Regions from separate parts of the Danio rerio genome. Here region 1 is linked to region 2. A link is a contact called in public Micro-C data. All regions are on one chromosome and are shown on one strand. Each heading gives the region's core, a stretch centred on a gene start, on an enhancer-like site or on the middle of the called end of the contact. The rest is flanking DNA. Distances are from core to core; before and after follow the strand shown. Region 1 has its middle 89 kb from the start of lnx1. Region 2 holds the start of pdgfra (platelet-derived growth factor receptor, alpha polypeptide).

Region 1 (5,699 bases), core at 951-3,450, 100 kb before region 2:
GAAGGAGAGCCATGCATCAACCAAAATACTGCCATAAAGAGAATAATTTATAGATAAAGATAAAGATAACAACAAATAACCACAAAAGGTAAATTATAAACAATGAATAATAACAAAATAATCCAAAAACAATAAACCCTGCAAGGGAAGAGGACGAAAGTGGCACTGAAAAAAACAAAACAAAAAATAAATAAAAAAATAAAACTAACTTCGTATAACCCTTTTACCTGAGTGAAAACAAAATAATCGAAAGCAAGTCTTTGGCATTTACACGTCCTAAATTACCTACTCTAAACTTAACCAAACAGAAAAATACAAAGCCTGCGCTCACTCCTAAAACTGATGTGTATATACGAAGGTTCGCTAGGTGATGTAAGGATGTAAGGATGTTGTTAGCAACAGTGCTAACCACTGGGTCACCATGCCACCCATATAGGAAAGGAGGAGGAGTAGGGGTAGAAGGGGGGATTAGTCAAAACAAAGATGGTTGTTATATGAAACTTAGAGTATTTATAGTGGCTTAGGGATCGTCTGATTGGTGAATCATAACTTGTATAATGCGGGACCAACCACGCGCAGTTATAAGCACGGGATCCTCTCAAAATTAGTTTATAAATAAACTTCACTTGATATTATTAATTTGCTATGGTTACAACTGAATTAGTACAAAATAACTGTATAAAATGATAAACCATGAAATGATAAAAACATTTGATACAAATTGTACCCAATAGAGCCAGAAAAGATGGACTCCAGAGCAGGAGAGGAGCAGAGCAGCAAAAGCACAGAGCATGAAAAGAGGCCGAGCAAAATCTACCACCTATTTTGTATCTTTTTGAGTATGTAACCAAAGCCCAAATACTGAGACATACAAACTGACCAATCAACATGTGACCATATCATAAAACTTCCAAAGTCCACACATATTAAGCACTCCCTGATCTTATCAGATCCCTGAATCTGCCTTTGGAATCTGTATAAACTATTCTTTGTGAAAAAGATCTTTTGCAATATAAACAAATGCATAATTTGCACTCTTACATAAACAGTTGTTATTTTTTCCCCCCAAAAAATCACTTTTTTTAGATTCTCTCTGTCTGTAAATGTATTTATTTACATTTAGGCAATGTAATCTGACTTGTTTTAGATCACAAAAAAAAAAAAAAAAAAAAAAAAAATTGACTGGCAGAGGCTTGTGAACATGCAAATGTATTGTTCAATTATTGACATATTCATTTCAAATCTCCAGCATATGATAAATATTTCATGCTTCAAGCAAACATTGACATTACAATGGCAAAGACTAAGACTTCTAGATTTGAAATATTATTGTTGTATTTTTGCAATCCATTATTAATGAATGCCAGTAGATATGAAGGCACAGTATTTCTAAACTATAAATCATGTGAATCGTGAAGTCACGTAAGCAACAAAAAAGTACTTTCTTTTTGAAATCTCATGGATATATATCTTTATAAAAACTGGCTAAACTGGTTTGATTTAAATCTAATCCAATAGCCATTATATTCACTGGAGTAAAAACAGAGATCCAGCCCTGTGTATTGCATGTACTTGTTTAGACTGGAAACTGTTTGTGCGTGTGTCATGGAGATGTCAACGGAGGAAAAATGCCCTGTGCTGAACTCTATGAAATTAGCCTAATTATCCATTCCTCATCCACTTATGGAAGAAAACAGCACAAGATGACTGATCCCTCTTTCACATTCTCCTTGCCTGTATGCGCTCTCTGTCTTTTAGAGTGCAACGTTTGCATCTGACAGCTAAAAGCCTGATGTCTGGTCAATAATTGATCCTATCTGAGTGTTCTTCATGCTCCGGAGAGAAAAAAACCTCTGGCCATGTCTCTCTCTCTTTCTATCCATTCCCTTTCACATTGCTCCTAACAACAACATTCCTCTATTTTTGACATTTCTCTCTATACCTCTCTTTCTCATTCACATCTTTCCAGCCTCCTACATACACCAACAACCCCCCCCCCCCCCCCCCCCCCCCCCCCCCCCACACACACACCCCCCTCCTCCCAACCGCACCCCCCATGTCTTTGTGATGTGCAAGAAAGTGCGTCACTGGTGGTTTATTCCCAGCATTCCCTCAGGCGTCCAGTGACTCCTCAGCTGCACTTTCATTAATGATCCATTACTGACAAACTGTCAACGAGCACTCAAACCTGCATGCACACGCACAGGCAGATGATGCTTTCATGTTCTGCCATGCCACATAATCATAGATAAACACACGCATGTGCTTGAAGCTCATCTTGAGGATATGAATGAGTGCGTGGTTATTCACACGGGGGCTAAATTTTCGTTTCTCATTTTAGCAGCACAAACGTGTTCTTTTTTTAATAAGGTTTGTTTTTAGTTGTGAAGCACTTACACTGGCATTGGTATTCATTGCATTTATTAAACATGAACTGTTTGCACAGACTGGAGAAACGCTAAAATTGTTCTCTTACTGTGTGTGGAGGAAAACTAACAGTTTTATGGTTATATATAATGCACTGTTAGGGGAAAGTAGGGGAAACTTTGTATAAGTACATAAAAAGAACAAATTGACATTTCCTGTGTTATTATAGGGTGGTTGTCGGAATGTTAAAAATGCAAAACAGGTTTTAGTTGCAGTCTGGCCTTGCTAATAAAGTGAAACAAAAATGTAAAGGTTACTTGTTTAAAATGGTGTAATTAACAGATTCTTTTACAAAAGTATTTATTGTTTTACAGAATTATTCTGAGCGTATTTTTTTTTGACTGTTTTTTTTTTCAGCTCAACAGGATTGATTTGATAAAGTAATTGAATTTATTTTAATCAAATATATATTAAGTAGAAAATGTGTAAATTATTAATCCATGTTTTATCAGTGCTCGCCACAGTGGAATGAGCCACTAAGTCAAAGGAAAGTTGAGTGAGTGATACTGTAGTTTAAATATACAGTTTTATACCGGCCAAAAGTTTGGGGTCAAAAGGTTTTTTTTTTTTTCATGTTTTTTTTTTTTTTTTTTTTTAAAGAAGATTATTATGTTCATCAAGGCAGCATTTATTAAATGTAAATAAATGTTTTTCATTTTTTAATATTTATTACAATTTTAAATAACCATTTTCTTATTGTTTGTAGTTTCAAATTAAATTATTACTCCAGTCATTATTGCTTTTAGTACTATTTTCATTTATAATAATAATAATAATAATAATAATAATAATGATGATGATGATGATGATGATTATAATGATAATAATAATTAATATTAGAGTGATTTCTAAAGGATCTTGCGACTTTGAAGACTGGAGTAATCAAGCTGAAAATTCATATTTAAAATCACTGGAATAAATAATTAAATTAAATTATAAACTACTTTCAAACAACATGCAACAACATTTTACAAATTTACCTTTTGTTCTGTATTTTTGATTACATAAATGCAGGCTTGGTGAGCAGGATAAGCTTATTTTAAAACATTTAAAAATCCCACTGACCCCAAACTTTCAGCTTGTAGTGTATATTAAATAGAAACTACGTAAATTATTCCCTGTTTTATAAGGGGTCGCAACAGCGGAATGAACCACTAAGCCGAAAAAAAAGGGAAGAAAAATATATATTAAAGAATATAAAAAATGAGATTGCACACACGAAAAATACTAAGTAGAGTTATTGTTTTTAAAATTGATGATAATGTATATTTATGTCTCAGTGGCGCAGTGCGCACAACACTTGTGGCAACAGATGACAAACAGTGATAAAAACGGTCCATGAACTATTCACCGCAAACTTCAGCATCTGTCTACATGTTCCGCTACACTAAACCTGAAAATCCATTTTTTACTGGGGAGATTGCACAGTCACGGATCCTGGACTCAGGATCCTGGACTCAGGTAAAGTGGTCTGGTGTGTGTGGGTGCCTCATCATAAAGGACAAGAGACAGAGGTTAGAATCGCACTTATGAGGCACAGCCATTTTTACAATATATATATATATATATATATATATATATATATATATATATAATATAGAGTTTATTATTTTTTCACTCAATACACTTTTTAAATATCTGTGCAACACTCCACATGTGGGGTCTCTGTTACTTAATCTTGTCTCCTTTTTTCTCCTGGTTGTACAATACTTGTCATTTGAGCCCCTTCAGCAGGTTAATAGATCCACCCCCTGCTGGACTCATCAGACCCTTTAACCTCCGTCTCTAAAAAGTACATCGACAACCTGCCAGCTCTCATTTAATGGCCAGCGCTGGTCTTTACATAGTTTCAATTATACAAACCCATCCCAGAGTTTGTCTTATAAGAACCAGACCTGAATTAAATGTAGGACATAGTAAAAGGTTTTTAAAACGAACAGCTTACAGTGCTGCTGACTCACCAATGTTTACAGTAAGACAAGGTCATTTCAACCCTCAGAGCCATCAATTATTGAACATCTTCTGTAATCTTTCTCGGGACATGACATTTAATGTATAGGCATGCATTACTTAATACTGTTACATCAGAAGCTCTGTGGCAGATTACATAATGCTTTTTAAAATTGGCATATCTAAAGAAGGTTGCAGGTTTGATTGCTTTATAATTGTTGCATTTTCAAAAATTCAATAAAAAATTGCTAAAAAAAATATCGGTAACACTTTATTTTGATGGTCCATTAGAGTATTAGTTGACCGTTTGCTTAATATCTGTTGATACTGCTCCTTCAACAAACATTTACTAAGAAACTTTGCAAATACATGTCAACTTACACTAACCCTAACCCCAACCCTAACCTAACAGTCTATGTATAATCTAATGAGATTGGGTTGCCATGTAGATGCAATGTAACTTAAATACAACTAAAACGAACCATCAAAAGTGTGATCAAAATATAGACTTTGTGATAATGAATGACAGTGTGAGATAATCAATAAAAGGGATGTTTTTCAGTCTTTTAGCTCATAAAATTATCAGGGAAAGTGGAAAGAACCTTATGTGCATTATTAAGATCACAATATACTTTAATTCAGGGATTTCAGTAGAAACATGGAGTTAAAATGTGCAATGCTAAGGTAAAATCGGGGCCTATAATACATAGTGTTCTTTGTGAACACATAGGATTCAATTAGCTTCATTATGAAGTGAAGTTTCACAAACTATTTTGAGAGGAGCACTTGATATGATCAACTACAGCTGATCCTTATTGCTAATCATTAGCTAGCCTATCAGATCATTCTTAAACTACTATAAATATCCTGCCTAAACTTCATTCCCTATCTTCGTCTTTGGAGCCCCACCCTCATCCTTTCCCTCAATTCCATGATCGGGTGACACGGCGGCTCAGAGGCTGGCGCTGCTGCCTCTCAGCGGGAGGGCCAAAGGTTCAAGTTCTAATTGAGCTAGTCGGCACTCTCTGCACGGAGTTTGCATGTTCTCCTCGTGTTTGCGTGGGTTGTCCCCAGGTACTCTGGTTTCCTCCCACAGTCTAAAAATATGTACATAAGCAAATTGTAACAACAGTCACATGCACTTAACACATATATACTGAATCAATCAGAACCACCAATTAGCCAAACAATAGCACTGGGAGCTCTCAAGAAATATGTGATCTCCTATCCCTCCTAATGCTCATTGAACAGGCAGGAACCTTGGGCTCATCTATCTCCGTGCTCAGGGTTCTCTCCCGGGACAGCATGCCAAACCCATCGCA
Region 2 (5,588 bases), core at 2,886-5,385:
TATGTAGCCATTGTAAACAAACAGGAACTGAAGTTATGGTTCTCTCAGTGTAAAGGATATGAACCCTTTTAGGAGATAAATTAAATCAGCATAAAAATCAGGGGCAAAACATGGAAGTTATTATATGGACCCATAATAACATGACTGTGCTCTTTTAGAACCCAGTAATTTGATCATTCAGGTTTGAAAAGGTTACTTCACTTTTGCTTTGACATTTAAGATGCAACAAAAACTCACCGAAAACATCGTGTCACTCTTAACATTTTACACCCCCTCTGCTAAACGCCTCTGCCGACTGTTTATGTTCAAGGTCAACTTTTATTCATTATGATGCATTTCCTGAGAGAGCAGAGCAGCAGCGCCTCCACCCCGGCTCTACGCCCACTAATATATAGCCGCTATAGAAAAAATTGTGAGCTTCAGCACGCTGGACAGCGCGTGTGTGAAAGCAGCGCGTCAGAGTCCATTGACATCTGACCAATCAAACAGTCTGACTCCACTGCTTCTCATTTTAAACCAATGAACAGGGAAAGACACAGGCTTTAAATTTAGGAGTCAGAGTTTCGAACTTTTGTTTGATCAATTCTGGATAATAATGAATATTAAAAATAATCTTGTCTAAAATTCACTGCCAGCGGATTTTCACATGATCTTTTAAAGCATGTTGTTCATTATCAAAACCAGCAATGCAGTTTTCAGTTATCAAAAATTAAAATAAAATAAATCAATACGATTTATAACTATTAAGATTTATAATTGTTAACCTCAGTCAATTAACTGAATTTTTCATTTGTTTTGTCAGTGGGAATGCAATAACATATCCAAAGCAGAATGCGAGTCTCTTTATTGAATAGCTATTTCATTCTCTCACACACATCCTCACAATATATCTGTTTCATAAGGACTTAACCATATATAATCAATCAACAAAAAATCTCTATATATAATATTTCCCTATAGTTGCTGTTCTCATAGAGAGATTCACATTATCTTCATAGGACTTACCATAGACTTAATGATGTTTTTTTTTATACTGAACAGGTTGCATATTATATCTCATAACCCCTAAACCTAACCATGACAACAATATGTATTTTACTTTTTAATTTACTTTAAGATGGTTGCTACTGAGCGTTTAATATAAGCACTAAACCTACCAGTAAACTTAACATTCATGGAAAACATTCTGCAGTTTGTATTTTATAAAACATATGGTTTAGTGTGGCTTCAAGTTGTTTACCCAATTACTCAATGGTGCGGATTTTACCATCATTTACTTTAACTAAACATACTCATACACACATAAATAACATAAAGGCCTATATCAAAAATTTAAACCCCAATTCTGTGCTGTTATTGCACCCTCTTTTTTTTTTTTTTTTTTTTTGCAGTTATCTTGTTGCTAATAAAGTTAAAGCCATTATTTTTGATGTGGTTTGTTCTTCGATTCCGTTTATATTATCCCCATAGGGCTTTTTACCCCCCCCCCCCCCCCCCCCCCCTCTCTCTCTCTCTCTCTCTTTGATTGTCTTTTAGGGAATGGACTTGAATAACCAACAGGAGAGAGATGAATGCAGGGTCTCCCAGAGAAGGAACGGACATATACGCCACCATGTGGTAATAGTTCCCTGTAGATGTAGGTAAACAGCTTTTCCTTCTTTAAAAAGGACCCTCCGTCGAAACATCAGAAATGTCTCTCTCTGTGTGAGCATATGCCTGTAAAAGTGATTTATTCGTCTTGGCGTCAGTCAAACTAAAAGGAGGTCGAGTCGACTGAAGTACTGGTGTCCCGAAGCTGACTCGCATTCTCCCGCCCGCTCGCGCATACTGGACATTCTTCTCAGCTGAGTTCCGATCAAACAGACACATCATGACCGAATGTGGAATACTTAACAACATATTGGTTTGGTGCTTTAAACAAACAAACAAACAAACAAACAAACAAACAAACAAACAAACAAACAAACAAATAAATAAATAAATAAATAAATAAATAAATAAATAAAAATAGCTTCCATAAACCACTAGCACCAAATATTTTATATCTAATAACAAGCTACTTATAATGTTGTTAACGACTTTATAAGAGTGGTTAGACGATGTAGCTGCTTTAACTGACAGCTTGTATCTTACCAAACAGTTTCAGAATCGCTGTCAAAAATCACCGCATTGGAAACGAATCAGAAACTATGTATTGATCTAGCGGTAATGTTCAGTACTGCGCCTAAAGAAAACATAACCTCTAATTTGAAACACAACTTTATATTTATGGCTTTGATTTTTACTTTACAGTAAAGCATACTTTGGAAGGAAAAATCATATTACCCATATATATATATATATATATATATATATATATATATATATATATATATATATATATATATATATATATATATATATATATATATATATATATATATATTAATATATATATATAAAGCTTGAGAAAAAAATTGGATTGTGTGCAATTACATAGGCTAATAATTATGATGATGATGATAATGATAATAATAATAATGATAATAACAATAAAATGTTCAATTTATGACAGTTTAAGCTGGAAATTTCTTTTATACTAAAAAAAATACTAAAGGCCCATATTTAATTATGGGCTATTAAAGTTTTTTAAAATTAATTAGTTTAATTAGAGTAATTAATTGCATTTTAAGATGTGAATTGAAAAGTTCCTTTCTGGATACTTTAGCTCGCTCAGCATCTTTTTGGCTTATAACTTTTGGAAACAGTTATGCAGAAACCCTAAAAACAACATACAACAGCAGTTTAATTATACCTGTGGAATTGTGCTTATTGGCAGCAAATTTTTGCTTTTGCTCATTTCAGTGCATTTAACGGATTCCAAACTAAGCACCGATCGCCGCTATTTCTGAATGCTTCAGTTTTAGTCTCAGAGATTAGAGTCTTTTGTTTCCAGAACAAGGGACTCTGTTCTTTTGAGCGACCGGGCGGCACGAACATGTGGAAATAATTGTGCTGAGCAACTGGAGATGTGTGTTTCTCTGCGAGGGTGAGCTGCAAGGCTGCAGGAAGAGCAGCGAGGGCTAGAGGGGGCCAAGCTTGCCCCGGGGCTTCACTCACCACATGCCGGCTCACTCATCTGCACAGAGCTGCAAATCACCGTGTGCTGCGTCGCGTAGGGTACTAATTCATAATGAGCCATTATCTGCAGCCTGCCATGTCTTAAAAAAAGCCAAAGGGAAAGAAAACAGAAAAAGATGTTGTTGTTAGTAAGAGTTTGACTAAACTTTCAGATATCGAATACAAATTATATAGCATATGTCTTTGATGTTATTTATTCAAAACTACGCTGTAATAAATTAGAGAGAGAGAGAGAGAGAGAGAGAGAGAGAGAGAGAGAGAGATTAAAACGAGAACCACTAAATGTGTTTCTTGTGTTAGAGCGCCCCCTGCGTAAATACGCGTGCGCCTTTGATGGACCCCCAATTTTTTTCTGCTGAATGAGCTATTTCAGAAACACACTGTACTCGACGCTAAATTATTAGCATTATTAACCATACTATCCATTATTATCTCATAATCACATAATTTCATCACATAGCCTATATTTAGTGTGCCATCTTGCGTGCACTCCAAAGTCAGAAACCACACAATACAAGTGTGAGTAATTTTAAATCAAGATCCACAAAACAATGCGCAAAACTGCAGCAGCAGCAGCATGAAGCACTGAAAAGCACAATCATCTAAAAGCTGAGCGTGAAGAATGGAGCGTGATGACAAGGTTAATCTAGTTACCGAATGTAATTGTGCATTCCCAATTCCTTGATTTCTTTCCTACCTAAGCCTGTATAAAAACACTTTTAATGGGTCACTTGACTTCATTGTCCCCGCAAAAAGATCCCTTTATTCCAAAAGGGCCCCTCTTAGACTTTACAAAAACATATGGTCCTTTTCTTCCCCGCTCAACCTCTTTTCATGCACCTCCTTCAGAACTGCAGAGCACGGAGAAATCTGACTCCTCTTCGGAGCCGCAGTGTGAAAACACGGACTCTTATTTTGAAAAGACGCCTGGGGCAGAGGGAGAGAGAGGAGGGGCAGTTTCCTGAGAGTTATTTACTTTGAGCCAGATGATTAGTTCTCTGGGAAGGATGGACTGTAGCATTGAATCAATTACAGGTTGCTGTTGCAGAGGCGCATTTGTGTGAGTGGCCGTGGAGCAGGACGGAGGAGCGCAGCACAAGGGAAAGGATTACTACTGCTTTACAACTGAGGACCCTTGGGCTTATTAGAGTATTTTACAAGAGCTTTGCCATTCATTTTGGCTGTTCTTTTTTATCAAAGGGAACAACCAAAAGGGATTAAAAAGGTATTGTATGTTTCAATTAGTTTAATTAGTTTCTTTTGTATTTTCGTTCATGCAAAGTTCCCTCGAAAACGGTTGAACCTCTGAACATAATTGCACTTACTCAGGATTAGACTAATTAAATGTGTTCTTGATTTCTTTTTTTAACAGTTGAGGTTTTTATTAATTAGTTTTCTCTATCTCTGAAACGACCAGTAAAGATAAATTAAACATGCATGCAAATAAATAAATAAATAAATAAAAACATTCGATTTGATAACTTGTTAAAAAGGTTTTTACTTATAAATAATCATGTTCAAGTATTTTTCCCATCAATGCTCACAATGGACACGTACGTTTTTTTACCTAAAAAAGAAAAGATTTTTCTTTTTATTCTGGACACTTTTGCATCGAGCAGGATTATGTCCCATCCAAGGAACAGCGTTATCCCGTAAAGTTAAAGCCTGGTTGTGCTGGATCTCAGTTGGAGCCGCAGGCGCGCAGCTGGGGGTGTCTCAGCCCGTGGAGAGGCGCTCCGCTGGCATCTAATGGCAAACACATTTCTGACTGGAATTGGAGAGTTCTTTGTGCCTTAAAATATTAATCGGATGACCATTTCTATACTGGAATACCACTTAATGGATTAGTAGTCTTCTGAAAGGATATGTATGTGTTGCAAATAGCGATGGAGAAGTAGAAGGAAAGTTTGGCAAACTTATTTGCCGCGTTCTGCGCTGAAGCCCAAGTCGATGATGATGAAGCTGCATGAATGGGAAACTTCTCTCACATCTGGATTAACTTAATGCAATTTTTTGTAGTATTTACCAAGGACTGATGAGACTGTGTTGCTTGGCTGTTATTGTAATAAGACTGGAAAATGTTTAATCATTATTTTTTTCGCCCCTTCCTGCTTTTATACTGGACTTATGAACGTCTCCTCATTTTACACCGCTTTCTTTTATTCTCATGGAAATCGCTTTTACGCGTGAACTAACCAGGTGCTGGACGGCACCCCTCGCTCAGCTGTTGCCCGAAAGTGTCAAGCACAGCGGATGGGTTGTGTTTGGCAGCCAGTTGCGCATCTATGTGTGCGTGTGTGGGCGCCTTGCGATGGGGGGTGCGCGCCGAATATGTGCGGACGCTCCCGACACCGCTGGCTGGGCAGATGAGCGGTACCAAACGCGCACCAGTCTGCCATTACACAAAGGATTCCCACGGCAATCCGATGGACTCTGCACAGAAAGGGGTCGACTAATTACAGTCTTAC

The links. Hi-C and Micro-C count contacts between places; a contact is called where the count stands out from the background.
Region 1: a Micro-C map of caudal fin shows a contact between it and region 2, with 2.6 times the contacts expected there. The contact joins the enhancer-like site here to the promoter of pdgfra in region 2. A contact is called at or near these places in 2 of 18 Hi-C or Micro-C datasets (caudal fin and an unstated tissue).

Annotation. Positions count from the first base shown.
Region 1 is chr20:25,124,317-25,130,015 of GRCz12tu, reverse strand. No RefSeq gene overlaps it. Among named protein-coding and RNA genes, the nearest start is that of lnx1, 89 kb to the left of the region's middle. Within about 2 kb of position 2,200, at least 13 of the 62 cell types and tissues checked have an H3K27ac peak or open chromatin away from gene starts, as enhancers often do. A contact at or near this core is called in caudal fin, where this site is marked.
Region 2 is chr20:25,024,741-25,030,328 of GRCz12tu, reverse strand. pdgfra (platelet-derived growth factor receptor, alpha polypeptide) reads left to right here and starts at 4,135. Exons shown (of 29, transcript NM_131459.3): 1 at 4,135-4,345. It overlaps LOC141379564 (a long non-coding RNA gene), which reads right to left and starts at 3,975. Exons shown (of 3, transcript XR_012396420.1): 1 at 3,775-3,975; 2 at 3,100-3,200.